Regions from separate parts of the Hordeum vulgare genome. Here region 2 is linked to region 1. A link is a contact called in public Hi-C data. All regions are on one chromosome and are shown on one strand. The core of a region is the stretch at or near the end of the contact, and the rest is flanking DNA. Distances in the headings are between cores, read along the strand shown. Region 1 holds the start of LOC123446576 (senescence associated gene 20-like). Region 2 holds the start of LOC123448868 (U2 small nuclear ribonucleoprotein B''-like).

Region 1 (5,123 bases), core at 1,702-4,201:
CTCTCCGTCCACAAATAAGTGTACATATAGATTAGTACTTAGTCAAACTTTTTAAAATTTGACCAACTTTATAGAAAATAGCAACATATATGGCATGAAAATGATATATTTAGAAACGTCACGTAAAGACAAATCTATTGATACTAATTTAATGTCATAAATGTTAGCACTTTTTTAATAAAGTTAGTCAAAGTTTAACTAGTTTGACTGGCCGAAAAGAAAAAAAGTACACTTATTACCGGACGGAGGGAGTATGTATGTTACTCCCTCCATCACGGTTTAGAAGACACGCTTGGAAAATCTCTGGAACCAAGGTAGTCACCTATTGGTTGTGAGATGTAGCAGGTGTAGATGCTAATGCGCCTAATCAACTGAGAAAATACTAGTAGTACTAATGCGTGAGCAGCAAATTGGAAGGGCGTATGCATAAGTAGTACTAGTACTAATTAATAAGAGTAATTGCTTTCGTGCCTTAAATTTTATCTATTTTGAAAACGCATGTAAGTTTAACCGTGCCTTCTAAGAGGGTGCTTGGATCCAAGGGACTAACACTAGTCTGACTAAAAATAAGTTTCAAGCACCCCTGACTAAAAAGAGGCTAAAACTAGTCTTGAGGCTAAAATCTTTTAGTCAGTGGTACCCCTACTAAAATGTGGATTAGTCCTCTCTCTCTCCTCATTTAACTCCTCTCTTTTAACACATGCGAGTTTTTGATTGGAGGGTTTGAAGGATAATAAATGCTCATTTATTTGATTTTAGTTTCTTTAGTATTTGGATCCAAGCATGGGTGAGGCTAACAAGTTTTAGTCCCACTACTTTTAGTCATGAGACTAAAACGTATCCAAACATTCTCTAAACCGTGACGGAGGAAGTAGAGTACTATGTTACTCTCTATTATGAGTAGTGTAAGCAAATGCTCCGAGAGCTATCCATGCATTTTTCTTCGTTGCAACGCACGAACATCTTTACTATGAAAACCAAAGAACGGATGTTTGATTGTACATTTAAAATAAATTTTATGTCAACGCTATTTATATTCGATGCCAACATTTGTTATTTATATGCGATAATGGTTTGTGTGATCGACGCGCATGATTTTGCATGGATTTAAGAGTCCGAACTTAAGATATATGAACGGGGGAACGAAATATCCAAATGCGTTCTCGGATATATAGGAGGCCGAATTTATCTAGTCTTTGTAGATGGTTTTGATACCCAAATATCTATATCAGTACCTTGTTTAAAAAAATATTTTTATCAGTACAAGAGCAGAGTTGACGTGGCAAATTAGAGTCCAGATCAGATCATGTTGATTATCCACACGGACACGGTGAAGGTGAGCGCTGGCGAGGTGAAAGGCCAAAGGTAAGCAAAGAACGAAAGCGGGCTAGTGGGTGGTTTGATTTGTGCTACTGCCACGCTGAGATGGATGTCTACTTGGCTACTTGCGTGGTAAGAAGAGGAAGAACAGTCAAAGAACTACTTTGACTACTGTTTGTACATTTGGCTGTAAGCAAATGCTCCGAGAGCTATCCATGCATGCCCAGACGTGGTGCTCGTCTAACTGGAGTTGTAGTATACCCATTCTCCGCCTGAGGCCTCGTTTGGCACGAAGAGATTTAACAGGTTTTGAGAGGAAAATCCTTGAAAGGGTCAAAAACCCCACAAAACCTCGGACGTTTATTTGATAAGAGGGGTTTGCTTAACCGAATCCCTTCCGTTTCCCTTTAATCCCTTTCTATTAATGTGTTTCAGGATCTTTTTCAGAGACTGATGGAAGCAAAACCCCAAAGGTTTAAAAGAATTGGGTGAAAGAAAGGGATTCACCAAATCTCCTTAAATCCCCTCCTCTTCAAACCTCCCAAATTCACTTCTACCAAACAAAGCCTGAAGATTTTGCTGCATCATGAGCACGCACCAACCAACCAATGTATCGAACTCGGTGCTTTTAATACTCTTTTGCTCCTCCTCCTTTCCTCCAACAGAATTCATTATTCCCTGGTGCGGTGATACTGCCGGTACGTGCTCTCGGCCAGTCCGGTGGCGACTGACGTCTCTGCCCGGGCCTCCCCCGATTGCCACGCCCCCGGCAGACGACAAACCATGCTGCCTAAAAGACGCCGCATTATTGCGAGTATTGTACTGCTCCTACTGTGCCATGCCGTAGTACAGTACGTATCATGCATGCATGCCAGAGCGTACGTGCGTGCGTATACCCCCTACTCAAGATGCAAGCGCAGGGATTGGATTGGATCGGATCGGATCGGATCGGATCGGACTGATGGGTGCAAATGGTGCCGCGCGCACGGTACTACCAGACACAGGACACGCGCGCGAGCGATCACCCATCCTTCGAAAAAGGATCACTTTCCTCGGTCCTTCCCTGAGACACCGACCTCTGCTCGTGGCTACCGAGCGAGCGACAGCTACCACGAAGTTCACCGCCCCGGAGGCGGGGCCTCTGCCTTCTGACAAGTGACGGCTCACGGAGTATTTGTTTGCATTTTGTGCGCGGTGATTTTGTTTTCTTTCAAGGCAGCAAGCAAGGCTCACCATTTTATTTTGTTATTTCTCCACCGTCGAAGCTTGTACCCGCAGATTGTTACGCAACAGTGGTTGTTGTACAACATTATGGATAATGGATTACAACTGGCCAACTATTGCAGTCTTGTCCAATGGTCCTCTGGAGTCTGGACTCCACAATGAAGTACTCCATCGCACCCAGACACGGACTTCACGCAGCTAGCGTTTGCACCCTATCTTGCACTAAGCCGGAAAAAAACCACGCATGTTACGGTTCCTAAAACTTGGCCACGACGACAGAAGTTAGCATGACAGAGAGTCGCTAATAGCCACGCTTCAAAAACGCGCCCCAGGATAGGCTAGCAGTAGCAGCGCGCGCGGCCTATAAAAGCTGCTCCGCGCGCCGCTAAACCCTTCACCCCTCTCTCCCGCTTCCACCTCCAAGCTCTCAATCACAATCCATCGCCTCGCTTCTCAACAGGCTTCTTCCTCTTCTTGAAGCGGCGGAGACCGGAGCCTACGCGGGGGCTTCGCGGCAGGAGCTGGCTAACCATCAGCAGCCCCACGCGGCGGCGCCGGCGCCGCACGACACGGACGCGGAGCTGGCCGGCGGTGGGGAGACGGAGGAGCAGCGCGGCAAGTTCCTCGTGCTGCGCCTCTACGAGGCGCTCAACGCCCGCGACGCGCGCCGGGCGCAGGACCTGCTGGCCCCGGACCTCGAGTGGTGGTTCCATGGCCCGCCCGCGCACCAGCACATGATGCGCCTCCTCACCGGCGCCGGCACCAACGACGAGTTCAGGTTCTGCCCTCGCTCCGTCGACGCCTTCGGCTCCACCGTCGTCGCCGAGGGGAGCGCCGACGGCGCCGGCCAGCTCCTCTACTGGGTGCACGCCTGGACCGTCGGGCCCGATGGGGTGATCACCCAGCTCAGGGAGTACTTCAACACCGACCTCACCGTCACACGCCTCTCCGCCGCGGCGGCCACCAAGAACGCCAGCGCGAGCTCTCCTACCCACTCCTCATCTTCTTCTACCTCTTCCTCCCCCTCCTCGTCTACGTCCTCGGGCCTCTCCTCGCCGGCGCACACACCCAAGTGGCCCAAGTGCTTGTGGCAGAGCCGCCGCACCGACCGCGCGCGCAAGTCGCTGCCGGGCCTCGTCCTCGCCATCTAAGAACAGAGCCTACCATTGAGTAAGCTGCAAGTTAAGGTCTTGGCGTATGGGCTGCTGAACTCAACTGCCTGCGACCTGCGTGCGAGTAGAGTAATCAGGGATCCCACACTTCCACCACAACCACTATCGCTTTGCGTGCTTGATTACCAGTGTGATTTATTTGGTCTAAATCATGGATTATGATGTGTACTACTACTGCGGCAATGGCTTGCTATTGCGGCTGAATAAAAGTATAATGTATTGGACCCTTAAGCAATGTGTGATGAGTCACCTCCATTTCTTTTTTTCTGTCTTTCCTGTTTCCTTGGTGCCATGAGTGACCGGTCCGGTCTTCAAATGAAGCGAGTGACTCCTGTTTAATTTTATTTCACCACAGATTGAAAACTAATTGAGTCAGCAATTGTTGTTTCCGTAAGAGTGGCACCTCTCATGTATTCTTGGCAAAAAATGCATACGTTGGGGACAAATCAAAGCATGCACGAAAACAAAAGTCTGGATAAACCGAGTACACGGATGCAGAGATTCATACCAGAGTAACGGAAAGTCTCCCGCATCCCGGCGGGAAAAGTTCAGGGTGTTGCTTTCAACGTAGCACACACCAAACAAATCCTTGATGTGAAGTTTGCTGGATTCCCGATGGCACTTGAGGAACACAACAAGTCTGGAATTTCCTCTTTTCTTTTCCAACTGAACTGTCCGTTTCCAATTATTTCTGACGTGTAAAAGGTGGTTGACCCACAAAAAAAAAAAAAACGTCTGGGTTTTCGTTTTGGATCTTCTTCTTTTCTTTTCCTGGGGCCTTGCCTTTGCTTGCAAACTGGGGCATCTGAACTTGCTGTTGGAGAGCACTTCAGGCTTTCAGCACCTTTAGTATAAAGGAGCAGACTTAAGAAAATCCAACAAGTTATACTTTACTTCATCTGAGAAAAGTTCAGGATTTCACTGGCCACACCAGACGCACATAAGCTTTTTGATCTTCGGCTGTGTGATGTGCGTGACAGCATGCCATCACATAATCTGATATGGTAGCTGTTCTCTCGGCAATGAGATGAGATCGATGGGCATTCTGGAACTGGAGGTCTGAAACATGTGCCCTGTTCGACTGAACTTTCACACTCATATGCATGTACCTATCTGAATTATTAGCCGCTGAAATTTTAACGGCGAGCCGGAGAAGCAGTACCCACGAACCAGCGAACTTGCCTTTCGGAGTCGACGTCGGTATGCATGCGCTTTTATTAGGTATACTTGTATACTTGTGGCTGGCATCTGATTTTTGTGGGGTTCTTTTTTTAAGATTTTTTTTTGTGGTTTCTTATGTATGGTCAACTGGACCACCCTAATTATTAATTAATCAGTAGCTCTACATTATTGTCTATACTGTTCAAACACAAGTTATTACGATTTGACCAAAATGAAATCAGTTTG
Region 2 (5,123 bases), core at 821-3,320, 650 kb after region 1:
CGGAACAATTTTGGAGGCCATCGTTGTAGATGCTTTTAATTCTATATCTGCAACACACATAAACTTCCTGGAAAAAAGAAGATAGAAAAGATTACACTAATCGAATTGCAAATGCACTCAAGTAGTAGATTAGTCCTCCTCCCTTTTCACATTGCAGGTCTTCTTATCCGATTCAAAATCTTTTTCTACACATTAGCACAAGCCTTGTGAACTTTGAAAAAAACAAAATCAAGTCAAGGCATATAAAAACATTGAACGAGCTAGCATATCCGTGGATCGGTCCAACTCAGGCATCCAAGCCAGCTACTAGTTGCTAGCTACTCTGTTTTGAAAGCCATTGACGAGTTTCATTTTCGTGGAAAATCTGGTCCAGTGGGTAAAACAGAGCATCCAGCTGACGGGTGCCTTGGGTTTTAAGTTTAGGATTTTGCTCTGGCGTGGTGTGGTGTGGTCTGTGCGAGAGAGGTTGACCGCCAACCGATCCGGCGGTCAAAGGCCAGGATCCTCCTCCATTGCTCCCACTCTAGAAGGTGTTTTGACCCGAACCTGATAGGCCAGTTGACCCCTGCCGGTGGCGCAACTCGCAGGCACCCTGCTCCTTTCCTGCTGATGAAAAGCATGTCAGTCGCGTCAGTCATGTCCAGCTCTGGTTTGGTATGTCGATCCAAATAATTAATTATGCTGCTTGCGAGTATATAGGAGACCACTTGTTTCTGAGATGTTTTGCTCAGCCCAACCCAACCGAGAGGCAGCTTAACGTGGAGGAAATTTTTTTAGCGAGGCTGAACTGATGGAGTATGTATATTTATAATCGCCCCGTTATCCTGGATTATTATGAACACTGAGTCCCACTGGACCAACTTGTGGCGTGTATCTGGAAGGGGCTAGCTGTCCCATTGCTGCAACTGGAAGTAGACCTCTGCCATGCAGCCCTGCTGATGGGCGGCAAAATGGCCCCGACAGCTAAACGCAGCAAGTCCAGGCGGCAACTTGGGCACACCCAGCCGAGCCGTGCGATGGAAAGGGAAAGGCCGGGGAGGTCCGCACGAGCGCCACCACGTGGAAATCCGTGGTCGGATCCTGTAATAGTAGGTTTTAGCACCACGAAACGACCAGCTTCCCACGGCCGATCTGGGTACTTGGCAGCCATCGCCCGATCAGGACGGATCTATTCACCATTAATTTAATGAATGATGATATGCCGTAATCCCGACAGGAAAGCGGCGATCCAGCAGTTCTCGCAGGGATCCACCATGGATTGGAACGGGCAGCTTCCAGGAACACCAACTGTTCCAGTGCTGGGCGGGCGGCCAATGCCAAGCGGCGTTTCCAGCCGCAGAAATCGAGTTTTGCCGAAAGCCACCCGTTCACACCCGAGCAAGCGCAAAGCTGCCTCCGCTTGTTGGCGACGCCCTTCAAACTTCAGCTGCTCTTTTCCGGTTCGGGAAAAGTGGCCGCGATCAGCAAAACTTTTGACAGAGTAAACGTGATCATTTCTTCAGTTCCTGTAACCTTCGAGAGACCCACACAATGGCCCGTGGGCATGAGATTACTTAGAGGCTTGGAGCAGCGAGGTTTACCTGGTCTTGCCAGAACCAGGAACGTTTTCCGTTGGAACTTTTCAAAAGTGAGCAATTAGAATGAGAGTATATACGAGGTAAAAAAGTAGATGATGGACCAAGTTTACCATGAAACGAGTGAAAAGGCACTTTTGTAGCAAATCAGTCTGAAGTATAGTTCCACGCAAAAAAAAAGAGAGAATCTGAAGTACAGTTATTTTATCTCTGTGTGTGGGGGGGGGGTGCAAAATTTTGAGAGACATGACTGAAGAAAAATACAATTTTTTTTGGGTTTAGGAAAAACAAATGAAAAAGCAGAGCAAAAGTAAGCCCAATAGGTCTACAGAAAAAATCATTCAAACACACCCAATCTACGCGGTCCACAGACAAGCAGGCTGGGCCCATATATTATCCACACCAAAACTGCTCCATCCATACAGCCCATCGACCCGGCCTGTGCCGACCTCGAGGCCCGAAGAGATAAGGGAAGCGGGGTGTACCAGGAAATTTAGAAACCCAAAAATCGCACGGCCCGAAACAGCAAGGTCTAGCGCTCGCCTCTCTCCTCCTCGTCTTCGGCGGCGGCGATGCTCTCCGGCGACGTTCCCCCGAACCAGACCGTCTACTTCAAGAACCTCAACGAGAAGGTCAAGAAAGAAGGTATCCTTCACCCGGCCGCTTAGCGCCCCGCCGCACCCGCTGGCAAAGTCCCTCTCCTAAAACCCTAGCCTCCCGATCCAGGCTGTTAGCTCGTCCGCGCCTCGCTTTTCTGTTAGTAGGATCTCTGGTCTTGACTCTCGACAGACGAAACGTACATAGTGTTAAATGCTGGCCGTAGGAGCTGTGATTGAACTGCCCGATTTTGGTTTCGTTCCATGCTTTTGCTGGAACCCGTGTTTGGCGCAGTCCGTCTCATCCTTTTAGGAATGTCTCGCTCTCTGCAAGCTGCGTCAGAAAGCTTTGAAGGGGGACGAGAAATCTACAGTAGGACTTTGCGAAATTATTGCTTCCCTCTACAGAACATATTTGTAATCTCCAAGCGAGCATGGTCGTATCTGTCTCAAATCTAGTTTGCATAAACAATTGTTCTACTGTTGTAGGTTGTAGTATGCTAGTGATTTCGGTCCTTTCATGCTTTAACGTGTGTTGATCTTTCCTACAGAGCTGAAGAGATCACTCTATGCATTGTGCTCTCAGTATGGAAGAATAGTGGATGTTGTGGCCTTAAAAACTCATAAACTCAGGGGGCAAGCCTGGGTGGCATTCAGTGAAATTACAGCGGCCACCAATGCTTTCCGGGGCCTACAAGACTTCGATTTTTACGGCAAAAAAATGGTGAAACATCTCCACTTTAGTTTATAATAATGTCAAGGTGTTTTATTTTACATTTTATTCTCCGTGTTCTCTTCCGTGCATAAGAAGCACGGTGGGTATGTTTGGTCCGAGACAAGCATTTCTGATTATTAAGTGGGCAATTCAGTGTTCCTATATGGTTCTTAGATTTGCATTAGTAGTTTACCACAACAGTGCTCCATTCAAAGTATCCGCTGATAAATTTTTGTACAGTTATACCTTGAGTTTAAGTCTTGTGTTTTCTTTGTAATCTGCAGAGGCTTGACCATGTGTGCTAAGTTCTTTGCCTAACCGACAATCCGGCGTAGTTATGGCGACCATTTAGGTTGCCAGAAACACTATGTCACTCGCCTAAGTTCAGCTATGGCGAAATTATATTAACAGTTTGTGGAATAGTGTAGATAGACGATATATATTTGTTCTTCAAATGGTGCTAGCATACACTTCTTTCTTAGGTTATACATACTGGTACACTCTTTCAACTATCATATATCCGGATGTTCTCTGACTAAATGTTGAAACACATGATCTTTATCTATCTAGTTATTACTCCTATTTGTATCTATTGTTTTAACCTGTAAGTGAAATTGTGCCACATTAACACACAAACAAAATCAGTCTTAACAGTACTGCCTCATCATGTACCATGGTTGACAACTTACCTTTTCCCCTTCCCTTGTGCAGCGGGTACAATATGCAAAAACAAAGTCTGACTGTTTTGCCAAAGCAGATGGTTCTTATGCTCCTAAAGAGAAAAGGAAGAAGCAAGAGGAGAAAGGTATTTCTAATTGTAGATTTCACTTATGTTTTGGTCTACACTCTACACTGCAACTGCCCGTTGAGATGATAGCCTAGCAGCAATCCTAGTTCTATATGTTGGGTTAGTATATATCAGGGGAGCCAAAATGATGATAACTTCTACACCAATGTGCATATTAGCTTGCTTTTCTGTTCTCGAAATCAGAGCCTGCCCTGTTAGAACATTTAACTACTCGTATGGAGATTGACTCTGCTTTATTTAACCTTTTAAGAAAAACTATAATTGCCCATTGAATCATGTAGTCTACTTTCAGCTATGATGTATGATAGCATCCACTTGCACCCTACGGTTTTTAAATTAGTGCCAATAACCCCGTCACACCCTGATCTTGGTGCCTTTTATTTGCATGTTATCATTCTCAGCAATTGATCTAATGCTGTGTCAGCAGGCGTGCTGATGTGTTTTAACATTTTGAAAGTGTACAAAACAAGTCATCTGAAATTTACCAAGGTGGGGAAATAACGTAAAATGACCACCCACCTTACCATGTGGCCTTGCTACATCAACTTATCTGTTTTCTCATCACCTCTCCTCGGCCCCTCCTACCTGCTGGCATGGTCAATTCTTGTGGTGGATCATACATGCTGCTCTCAATTGCTTGTGCGAAAGGTTAAAACCCCCAGGGAAAAGCACGATCAGTGCAGGCCTGCAACTCTGTTTTTTTTGCTGAAATCTGGGGTCTAGGCTCCTGGTAAAGCCCCACTCTGTGCTGCAGCAGCCTCTAGCTACGTGTCCCAGACACCCTCCACCCTTCCGCAGCGCAACTCCTAGATTCCTCTGATGCCTAGGCAGTCTGGGCGCTAGGAGCAGGTTCGCCACCCGCCTAAAAAACCTTACTTCTGCCAAGAATACTTGCTATCCATTCACTTGCCTCGCTCGCTGCCTCGTTACACTGAGGCCACCAAAGCATCCTGTCACCTTTGTTCCTGCCTCATTAGTCGTATTGTTTGTGTTTTCAACAATGTGAGATGGCATGGAATGCACACTGGCGCCCATCTCATTTGTGTAATGGTAAGATCAGGTAGAAGAATTGGCAAAGAAGGGTATTTCAGCACAACGTTCCATAAACACCAGAGAGGTAGTGCAGGCAATCTCACTACCCAGTCACTCTAAGATGGATCTGCTCTGAATAGCAATGGGTCTTGGGTGTTTGCAGCTTGAGGTCCTCCGTGAGATGACCAGAGCGCATTCAGTAACCTAGAACCTCTAACTCATCTTCGATGCCATGTTACTAGACTCGTCGTGGGCGCTAGAACTATTCTCATGTGTTGCTCTAGGCTCTAGCCGAAGAGTGGTTTCTGGAGAGAAAAGGGACAGAGACAGAGGTGGCCATGACTGTTGTTGGGTCCTGCCATTCCTTTATATTGATTTCTGATTTAGTTTAAGACATG

Evidence for each region. Hi-C and Micro-C count contacts between places; a contact is called where the count stands out from the background.
Region 2: a Hi-C map of seedling shows a contact between it and region 1, with 4 times the contacts expected there. The contact joins the promoter of LOC123448868 here to the promoter of LOC123446576 in region 1. A contact is called at or near these places in 3 of 6 Hi-C or Micro-C datasets (leaf and seedling).

What each region holds. Positions count from the first base shown.
Region 1 is chr4H:440,930,623-440,935,745 of MorexV3_pseudomolecules_assembly, forward strand. LOC123446576 (senescence associated gene 20-like) reads left to right here and starts at 2,952. Exons shown (of 1, transcript XM_045123152.1): 1 at 2,952-3,947. The coding sequence starts at 3,279. The coding sequence ends at 3,695.
Region 2 is chr4H:441,580,260-441,585,382 of MorexV3_pseudomolecules_assembly, forward strand. LOC123448868 (U2 small nuclear ribonucleoprotein B''-like) reads left to right here and starts at 2,071. Exons shown (of 5, transcript XM_045125896.1): 1 at 2,071-2,219; 2 at 2,722-2,894; 3 at 3,597-3,690. The coding sequence starts at 2,147.